2 separate regions of the Mus musculus genome follow, and region 1 is linked to region 2. A link is a contact called in public HiChIP or PLAC-seq data. All regions are on one chromosome and are shown on one strand. Each heading gives the region's core, a stretch centred on a gene start, on an enhancer-like site or on the middle of the called end of the contact. The rest is flanking DNA. Distances are from core to core; before and after follow the strand shown.

Region 1 (5,138 bases), core at 2,586-5,085, 51 kb after region 2:
CCTTCAAAACACATAATATATATTATAAGGGTACATGGACTGGCTTTAAAATTTACACTATACCTCAAGCAATATAGCTCATAAAAATTTTGTTTTCAGTATTTACTCACTGAAGTATAATTTAATATTAATGTAACACAGACAGCCTAACTATAAACACAAACTAATTCTGCTGGCTAAATACTCAAAAGGGAGTGGGGAGGAGTAACCTGAATTACTTTAGTAATTAATTAGCACATAAACGACAACTGAATTGATCTTGCTACAAAATTAGCTCATTTATAACCTCTACACCCCATGGAAAACCATGCAGGGTTCATCTGGGTGATGAAACATACATTTAAATTAGAAGAATTACTCCTAATACCAGCATTTAGGAGGCAGAAGCAGAGAATGGGAAAGTTTAGGGCAACCTGGGCCACACAATGAGGCCATGTGGGAAGTCAGTGGGAATTGGGAGCTTTAGGATTCTTTTCATTCTATGTTAAGTCATTGTCTACCACTGGACAAAGCTATTTATATAACAAAGACAAAAATAAACTGTCTTTAGACCAAACACATTAACTTACATCACTCTTATGAAAAATGCAATATAGAATTTCTCAGATTTAATTCATTATTGATATTCAATTTATTATTCATGTTCATTAATTACTTTTTAAGTACTTGAATAAGACTTGTTTAATGAGATGAAGTACTCAATTGTCATTTCTGGAAGTATTTTCAACTCCCAATATCTATTAATTTGTCTGATTTTAAATTAACTGATTTTATAAACGGTTTCCTTTCCAAAGCTAAAAAGGAAAGACTCAAAGTCCATCATGAAAATATTGTTTCTGCAATGCTCAAATCAGACTTCTCTAAACAGCCTCAACCTAGTAGTAGGTCCTTGAGTCTGCTGCTTGTATGAGCCATCTCTGGTTCCCTCATAGCAACTAGCAGACGGCAAGGTAGCCACTATGACGGGCGAGAGTCATTGAGCAGTATGGCCTAAGAAAGGGAAGCCTGAACAGCTTGACCTGAGAGGAAGGATTGCCTGAATAACCAAAGAGAAGTGGTTACATAGGAATCTCAGAATAAACGGTTTTCTCGGGCTGGTAAGATGACTTATCAAGTAAAGGTGTTTCCCTTCCTGAATACCAAGTCTTGGTAGTGTGGCACACCAATCTCCAGCAATTGGGAGGTAGAGACAGACAAATCTCTGTTGAGTTTCAGACCAGTGGGAAAATCCACGTGGCTTGCAACCAACTCCCTGTTAATTCTAGCTCCAAAGGATCTCTTAAAAAACAAAAAACTACCTGAGGTGAACTTCATATAAAAGGAATAATAGAAAGGACCACACACATCCAAGAATTTTGCCTTGGTTGCTGTAAAGCAGCTGTGGATGCAGAAGCACAGGATGCATGTCCTTAACAACCATTAATCATTTTAACTTAGAGCCTCTTTCCAAAAGGCACTTAAAACAGACTCTGGTAAGGAGGAGGGGCAAACACCTCTGTCTGGCTTACACATTACCAATAAAGTAAGAAACTGCAACTGGGCTTAGTAGTGCAGATCTGCAATCTCAGCAAGAGGGAGGCCTGCAGCAAAAGAATCACGAGTTCAAGTCTTGCCTGGGCTACAGAGAGAGTTTAAGGCTCTGTTGAGGCTATGAAGGTGTGGGTTAATTCATTGTAGAGGATTTCCCTAATATTCATGAGGTCTAGGTTCACAGTACTCTGTTTTTAAAGATTTATTTATTTATTTCATGTATGTGGGTACACTGTTGCTGTCTTCAGACACACCAGAAGAGGGCATCAGATGCCCATTACAGATGGTTGTGAGTCACCATGTAGTTGCTGGCAATTGAACTCATGACCTCTGGAAGAACAGTCAGTGTTCTTAACCACTGAACCATCTCTCCAGCTCCTCACAGTACTCTTATTTTCAATCTAAAAATGCAACAAAAAAGCTGGAAACAATGATTCAATTGAATCATTAAGAACAAACAGGTACTTATTAGCAAATAACACCTGTTACTTTGTCATTCTTGAAGAAAAAGGAACTATGCCTGCAGTCTGTAAAAGATCTCTAAAGTGGAATGTGCCACCTTGATGACTCTCTTGGAAGCCCAAGATATAGCTCAGTAGTAGAGCACATCAGGGAGCAGCAGGGGGACAGTTCTCTTGCATTGTCATGGTCTTGATTTTGACTGGAGCCATTTTCATCAAATCACCATTAGTGGTAACTAGTTATGGTATGGGATATACCAAAACCAGCCTCATAATATGAGAAATAAAGCCAGGCTACCTGGCTACAGAACAAGACCTTGTCTCGAAAATAAAAATAAAAAAAAAAAAATAAGTGTTCTGCTGCACACCTGTAATCCAGCACTCAAGATGATGTCAGTAGGAGGTTTACTCCAAATTGGAGGCTATAATGAATTTCAGTAAGTAAGGTAAGATAGAAAGAGACTTAAGGCTTGAGTGGTAAGACTATTCAACAATTGAGGAACTTGCTGTGAGCCTAGCAATCTCAAAATCACAACCCCACCCTTAATGACACAACAAAACTGTTAGAGGAAAACATAAACCCAATATAGGAAAACATACTCTCTCCACATTCAAGGCAGAGGTCAAAAGGTTAAGAGTTTCAGAGATCTTGAAAGTAATCTGGGCCATACAGTGAAAACCTATTTAAAAAACAAGAACAAAGTGGCCGGGTGTGTGGCCCACGCCTTTAATCCCAGCACTTGGGAGGCAGAGGCAGGTGAATTTCTGAGTTCGAGGCCAGCCTGGTCTACAGAGTGAGTTCCAGGACAGCCAGGGCTACACAGAGAAACCCTGTCTCGAAAAAACAAAACAAAAGAACAAAAAAAGGCCACTTCTTGATCAATAATGTTTACTGCTAAAAGGCTGACCAAACCTGTTTTTTTTTTTTAAATAAAAAAAACTAAAAACAATGCTCTCCCTATTAAATGTAAAAAAAATCTTAGGCCTTTACTGTGAAAAGCAATTGTATGTGTTGGTACTAACACACACACACACACACACACACACACACACACACCCCTGTATGCTCTAAGTGTGCAGTGTTGATCCTCTGGAACTGGAGTTACTGCTGCTATGATCTCCCATGCAAGTGCTAGGGACACAACCAGGAATCAAGTCCTCTGAAAGAGCAACGAGTTCTCTTAAGCATTGAACCATCTCTACAGTCCCATATCATTCCTTATTAATGTCTCTAATCCAGCCTGCATAGGTCTTTTGGGCTATCATCTTCAACCATTCCAGTGCCTCCAACTTAACATAAACCAAGACATATTTTCTGTTATTCAAAGCACCTATCTTGCTTGGGTAGACAAGACAGCACAGTGGATAAAGTAATGTGTCACCAAGCCTAACAACCCGAGTTCGATCCCCTGGACTCATATTGGAAGGAGTACCAATGTCCACAAGTTTTCCTCTGAAACACACATACACACAAATCAACCAATTAGCCAAGTTAAAAAAAAAAAAAAGTGAGGGCTGGAGAGATGGCTCAGCGGTTAAGAGCACTGACTGCTCTTCCAAAGGTACTGAGTTCAAATCCCAGCAACCACATGGTGGCTCACAACCATCTGTAATTAGATCTGACGGCCTCTGGTGTGTCTGAAGACAGCTACAGTGTACTTAGACATAATAAATAAATCTTAAAAAAAAAAAAGTGAGAAAGTCCCTATCCCCACTCCTTTTTGGTCATTGTTCTTACAGCACTGTGGAGCTTTGAATGTTATGTTAACATGGGGCTGGCCTCTAAGCAACTACACAGTTCACTGCTTGCCTAAACACTCATTTGCATCAGTTTCCTAAGGACTAAGATTACATCTGGGTTCGGACTCCCACCCCAACTACCCATGCCTGTGTATACTAGGCAAGTGCTCTACCACAGAGCCCTGCACACTTTTTTTTTTTTTTTTTTTTTTTTGGTTTTTCGAGACAGGGTTTCTCTGTGTAGCCCTGGCTGTCCTGGAACTCACTTTGTAGACCAGGCTGGCCTCAAACTCAGAAATCCACCAACCTCTGCGTCCCAAGTGCTGGGATTAAAGGCATGCGCCACCACGCCTGGCACCTTTTTACTTTTTGACCACATCTTCCTGTCACTGTTAAAAGCACTTAAAGTTCCAGCTTTGCTTAAGTATTCAATGACCAACCAAAACTCTTCAAGTGTTACATTTAAAACAGCAACTGAGCAATGAAGAGAAAATGTTAATCTGAATAAGCAGATGAGGAAGAAAGGAAGTGATGAGACAGACTACTTTGTGCATGCTATGTTAGATAACCATCTAAATTGCAAAGGAAAAAAGAAATTGAAAACTAGAATTTCTAAACAATTCTACCAATAATTTGCTTCTCACATAAAGATGAACCTTAGAATATGCCGTTATCAATCACCTTGGCTAAAAATCATTTCAAGCCTTCAGTTTCCATCATAAAACCAATCACAAACCGACAACTTCAGAAGGAAAAAAAATAACACTGTTCTACAAATTAAGAGACCAGTTTGTGGGGGCTGAAGAAATGGCTCAGAGCTTACGAGCACCTGTTCTAGCAGAGGACCTGGGTTCAACCTCCAGCATATACATGGTGGTTCACAATTATATGTAACTTCAATTCTAGGGGATCCATCATGCACATACAAACATGTAGGCAAACACTCATACACATATTATAATCTGAAAATCAAAGAAGCTGAGAGAGACAGACTTGTTAGTATGCTGGTCTACCACATAGACACCACTACAAAAATGGAGTCTTACTTGACCCAACTGACTACTATCAAGATCAGCTGAGGGTTTGTCTACAATCTAGTGTTGGATTTGGCTATATACATTCTCCTTAAAGATCTGCTCACAAGGACATACTTTTAAACTGGCAACAGAGGCACATTTTCTCCTTCAAAACCATGTTTCTGTTTGCTATCTACTATAAGATGAAACAAGGGCCAGATCATATAGCTAGGTTTTAACAGGAAAAGAAAAAGGTACAGCAACTAGTACATACAATGGAAGTGACATGATGTGAAGAAGGTATTTTAAGTTTTGTTGCTGTGGAATAGAATATGGCATACATATTTTTTACTCCCCAACTTTCCTCACCCCAGCTTCAATCATACCAGAA
Region 2 (5,518 bases), core at 445-2,944:
ATAGGCCCACAAAGCACGAAGACAGACAGACCAACAGAAAGGCTGTGGGACAGACAGGTAGAGAGATTAACAGACAAGCTAACTCACACACAAAGGGAAACTCAAGTCTTGCATAGGGACAGATTGTCAAGTGACTATCAGGTGGACAAAGCGGGCTGCCCTGGAGACCCTGGAGCAGGCAGTGGTAAGAGCAGCTCATTGTCTCTCCCAGGCACTTCTCAGCATCTCAGCACCAGGCCCAGCCCTTTAACCGATATGGCCTGGGCCTCTCATGTTCCTGGTCCGACCAGGCCTTCCCCCAAGACTGCCTTCCGAGCTGCCAAAATTCACTCTCTACATCCAAGAGGGGTCAGTGTTTTGAAAGTTGTAGGAGCCTGCTGAGAGGAGGAGGGGCCCCACAGCGGCATTGTTTCCAAACATACCCCTCTCTTCTTTCTTTTTCCCCATGCTCAGAGCCAGGCCTAGTACAGCTGGCCAGCAAGGCAGGAGAGCTGGGCCCAGCCTTCAGGGCAAGGCAGGACAGGGCAGGGCAGGCAGGGCAGCCTGCTGCCTTGGGTACTTCGAAGTTGAGGGTGCGGAGCAAGACTAAAGAAGACACGGATAAAGTTGGAAACAGCACACAGGCCTGTCAGAGCCATAGGGACCCTAGACAGCCCTGATCTGGGTACAGCCTGTCTCTGAAGAGAGAAATCTCCAAGGGGACCAGGTGGGAGCACAACATAACTACAGAGCCTGAGGGGAGAAAAATAATGTAGGGGCTAGGGTCTTCTGTGTCTGGGACACAGGGAGGGTGAGGTGAACAAAAGATAAGGAGAGTCCCACTTTAGCGGCTTCGGACTTGGTAAAGCAGAGAAGAGCAAGAAGCTGAATGACGGATCAGAGCAGTGGGGCTCTGCGATCAGGATGAAAGTAAGGAGAGCAGGCAGAAGAGGTTAGACGCCAGGGCAACAGGGGTCAAGGCTGGGAGATCAGGGGTTAGGTCAGGCTGGGAGACCGAAAAGGGGGCACAGGCCCAAGAGGGGAACTGAGTGAGGGTCTGCCCCGGGGCAATAGGATAGAGAGGTGGAGCCAGCGCGGGGTGGCGGTCCCCAAGGAGTCTGGCTCATGCGGGGTCAGAGCCGGGGCACGTCAAGGGGTGCGGGGGCTCCAACTTACATGAAGACGTGGTAGACGAAGGCCCACCCGCGGGGCCGCTCCAGCACGTTGTAGACCCAGTTCTGCAGGCGGCGGTAGCGCTTCTGCGCGGCGGAGGAGCGCTGGCCGCCGCAGGCGGAGCCCGAGCCGGAGCCCGGCCCAGGGAGGGGCGCGCCCGGCGGCAGGGGGCTGCCCAGAAGGCCGAGGCGACGCGGAGAGCCGCCCCCGCCCGCCTCGCCCTGTTCACTCTGCACGGCCGTGAGCGCCACCAACTCCGCGCGGGGGGCGTCCCCGGGCGGGGGGCCCAGGCCGAGGCGGCGCGGGGGGGCCTCGGCCATGGGCGGCGCCGGACGGGGGACCGGGGCGTTGCGGGGCGGGGGCGCGCTCGGGCGGCTCAGAGTCGCATGGCTCGAACCCCGGGCCGGCGAGGCGACCCTGGGCGCGCACGCAGGCGGCGGGGGCTAGGGACCAGGCCGGGTCCGTGCGGGGTCCGGAGGCGGTCGCTCGGAGCCTCGGGGCCGCGGGAGCCCGTACTGACCGCCCGCTTCCCCGGCGACTGGGGCGGCTCTTTCCGACTCCAACTCTCTTATTACGCGCTCCATGCCGCTCGCCTTTCCACCTGCCGCCGGCGCGCCGCTCACATGTCACCCTCCCCCGCCCCGCCCCGCCCCTCCCCCGCCCGCCCCGCGGCCGCCTTCCCAAATCGGGGAGGGAGCGAGAGAGAAGAGCACCGGGAGGGGGACCCGGGTCGGACGCGGCGGAGCAGGGCGCGCGGTCCGCCCAGTCGGTGTGTCCCGGCCCCGAGCGCGTGGCGCGGGCAGCGCGCCGGGCCCCGAGGCCGGGCGTGTACGAGTGGTGTGGCCCTGGTGGCCCGCTCTGGGGAGGGAGGTTGGGACGCCTGGTGAGTGGTTGTGGAAAGTGGAGCGTGGAGTGTGGAGTTGTGGCCGCGGTAGCTCGAGGGACACTTACATTGTAGAGTGGAGGTGTTTGTGTCCAGAGAAGTGCCTACTTGTGAGAGTTGGCTAGCCAGCCGTGGGTCTGCGTGGGTTCAGAGTGAGTGGGTGGATGGATGGATGGATGGGTGGGTGGGTGGGTGGGTGGATAGATAGATGGATGAGAGTACAGAAGAGTGTGCAGAACCGGGCAGTACAGCGCGATGGGTAATGTAAGCGAGGAGGTGTGCCCGTCGGGTCGTGCCCTCGGTTTCTAGTGCAGGGTGTTTAAAATGCGCTGAGGGCCGAGTGAAGTTGGGACAGCAGCTTCCGTTCCTCCTGCTGTTGTTACTTGAAGGGCCCGGTGCCCTACAGCTATCGAGAGATGTGTGGGGTGGTGTAGCTCACAGTTGTGCCCAGATGCGTCTCTCCTCCCGTCTTGTTGATGAAGGAGGAGACCCCAGTTGATCACCCTGAGCAGAGGGGACGCTCCCTCCCTGATTACGTACCTGCCCTCATCTCCCCACTCCATCTCCGCTCCGTGGGATTCACACCCGCCACCCCCTTCTCCCACTCTAGCCCAGAAAAGCTTGTTTAGGGCAGATAGAAGTATAGAAATAAACGTACTAGGGGCCAGTATTAGGGGAACGGACAGAGCACTCCCAAAGGCCTATAGCACCCCACCAGGACTTTCTCTAGGAGCACCCCTCTCCAGCAAAAAGTTCTCGGTGCCTGACCTCCGTCTCCGCTGTGAGCTGTCTGGCCCCTTTTCCCTCGCCCTCCTGACCGTGTACTAGGTGATGATTCGGGTTTGCTGGCCCTCCTTCCTTCTTCCCCAGCCTAAAGCGATGGCCAAACCAGACGCTCCCGCTCCCTCCGCAGGCCCTGCCCCAGGGTGAAGCGCTTCCGCAGCAAACTCTTCTTCACTCCTCGGGGAGGATCTCGGGGGACACAGCTAGCTGGAAGGGGGGGGCGGGCTGCAAGCTCGATTCTCAGCTGTCAGCAAAGGCAGCATTGATCTGCTGAGCGCCAGAGCGGGAGGGCTGGAGGGAGGGCTATGGACCGTGAGGGTGGGTAGGATTCGAAGTTCCCAAGCTACCTTTGGCAGCCTGTACCCCAACCCCTAGCGACCCTTACCCTCCTGCCCAGCTGGGATGCATTCTGGGGTCTGACCTGAATCTCTCCCACTGCTGCTGGTGCTGGGAGTGCGCAGTGCTCCTGCATAGGTCATGCCCTGACCTACTGAGAACTGAAGGTTTCTAGACTTGGGGGCGGGGGGGGGGTGCGCACTATGGTTGCAAGTGCCAGGGCTAGATATAGCTATCTTCTCCCTATAAGCTGAAGCCCGTATATCCCCCACCCCATATATGGCATTGTCTCTCCTGACTGGTAAACTGCAAGTTCTCAATCAGAGGCCCAGGGATGGGACTCAAGTCAAGAATTCAAATTACACAACGGAAAGTGGCTGCTGGGGTCTTTTGAGGCTTTGATCTTAGCTGAAACGGAACTTGAATTCAGGTTGCCCTTATCAGCACTTGGGATATCTAAAATTGGGTCTGTTCTGGGAAATCTGATCCTCCAGTTGAGTGCCACCTATGAACCCATGCTCCCCTTCTCGTGTGGGTGATTGCCAAGCTTCCCTTCTCTCTGTGAATGGAACTCCGCAGGAGAGGGTCCTCGTCATTTTTTCCAGTTCATGGCCTATATTACCCCATCCAAGGCTGGGGGAAGGTAAGAGAACTGTAGTTCCTGTTGGGATGGAAGCTAGATTTCAGAAGCACCTACAGAGGTCCCAGAGGCTATCTTTGAAGGTCAGCACCTCGTGGAGGGTCATGTGCATTGATAGTAAGAGGAGGGAGACAAGAGAGAGTTCTTCCTAGGGTGTGGTGTGTGTGTGTGTGTGTTTGTGTGTGTGTGTGTGTGTGTGTGTGTGTGTAGGAGGCAGAGGAGAGTCCAGAGAGGACAGGTGGCTACTCTTGAGTGTTACTCAGTGGCCTTCCTGTGCCCATCCGGATTCCCAGGACATGACAGAGAACGGACTTTCCCCACAGCAGGCTTTAGTGACTAAGACACTTTTCTGAGCAAACAGCTGTCTCTGGCTCCCAGGTCTAGCCTCCCTACTGGAGGGAGGTGGGGTATGCTATGGCTTTCCACACACCATTCTCTAACTCCCACATCTATGCCCTTGACTCCACCCTCTGCAACTTCCTCAACTCTGCTTCCTCAGCTCCTTGGGAACCCTGCCTAGTCTTCTGAGCTCATCCCCTGACCCATGTTTCTCCCTGGCTCTTGAGTTTCCAGGGCTGTATAAGAACAGGCCAACTCCCTGATCTGCTGTAATCCATCACTGTCTCCATCATCCATCAATGGAGCAGGTATTGATTGCGAGGAAGGGTGGGGAGGGAGAGGGTTCCCATTTGCTGAGCACCAGCTGGGGGCCAGATCCTCTCCTTTACAAAGAACAGAGTCCGGTGCTTTGTGGGAAATGGGCTGAGAGGTAGGGACACTCACCCAAGGAGAGACAACCAGGCAGGGAGCTCACGCCCTCACTGGCTTGCACTTTCCCAGAACTCCTAGGCCCTGAGTGCCAAGGAGAAGGAATTCTAAGAGATGATTCTGAGTCTCTAGCACTGGCTCCTGCCAGGGGGTAGGATGCCCAGATCTGAGAGGATCAAGGTCTAGAAGTGGCTGGCACCTTGGTTCTTGGGGGTAGCTTCATCCCTGGTATTGACTCCTGTTATGACCTCAGGTCATTTCACGGCTCGGATTCCTTGCTGGAGTGGGAGGGTTGACTGCACTCAGCAGTTTTCAGCCACTGTCAGCACCAGGAGTCCCTTTCTTCTTTCTTTCTTTCTTTTCTTTCTTTCTTTCTTTCTTTCTTTCTTTCTTTCTTTCTTTCTTTCTTTCTTTCTTTCTTTCTTTCTTTCTTTCTTTTTCTTTTAGCAGACAGAATCATAAGGTGGTAAAGAATGGTTGAGGTGAGGGGCTCCAGGCTCCTCCCACCTGCCTATTTCTTCCCTATCTCTCTGATGGTCTCCCTGTGCAGCTGCCTACATAGTCCTGGTGCTCTTGAAACTGCGACAATCCACCTGCCTGCCTCCCAGTGCTGGGATTACCAGTGTGTGCCAACACTTAATTTTCTCCTGAGTTTTCTTACAGCTGCTGGATTGCTAGAGGGCCCAAGGAGGGAGAAGCTGTCACTGGCAACGAGAGAAGGCCAATGAGCCTTCTTTAGGACAGGAATGAAGAGGACTTGGAGAATAAGTTTTATGGCCCACAGCTCCACAAAACTGCTGCTTCTTCTCTTTCAGCATCTCCCAAACATGCTGGGAGCTCAGGAGATCCATACCTGTCAGGCAGCCTCAGGCTGGGTGGAGACTTGCCCAATAGAGCATTAGGCTACAGTGTGTGAGAGTAGCCAGGGCCTGGGTCAGGGAGGGTGTTCTAGGGCA

Evidence for each region. HiChIP or PLAC-seq counts read pairs in DNA pulled down with a chosen protein or histone mark.
Region 1: a contact with region 2 is called in an H3K27ac HiChIP or PLAC-seq map of embryonic stem cells, with 5 read pairs. The contact joins the enhancer-like site here to the promoter of Kcnq4 in region 2. A contact is called at or near these places in 1 of 39 promoter capture datasets (cranial neural crest), 5 of 115 datasets of contacts at active chromatin or transcription factors (CD8 T cells and embryonic stem cells) and 3 of 9 other capture datasets (adipose tissue, liver and pancreatic islet).

What each region holds. Positions count from the first base shown.
Region 1 is chr4:120,794,341-120,799,478 of GRCm38.p6, forward strand. The region is part of intron 1 of Nfyc (nuclear transcription factor-Y gamma); the gene reads right to left. Among named protein-coding and RNA genes, the nearest start is that of Mir30e, 24 kb to the left of the region's middle. Within about 2 kb of position 3,836, at least 39 of the 459 cell types and tissues checked have an H3K27ac peak or open chromatin away from gene starts, as enhancers often do. A contact at or near this core is called in embryonic stem cells, where this site is marked.
Region 2 is chr4:120,745,705-120,751,222 of GRCm38.p6, forward strand. Kcnq4 (potassium voltage-gated channel, subfamily Q, member 4) reads right to left here and starts at 1,695. Exons shown (of 14, transcript NM_001081142.3): 1 at 1,156-1,695. The coding sequence starts at 1,472.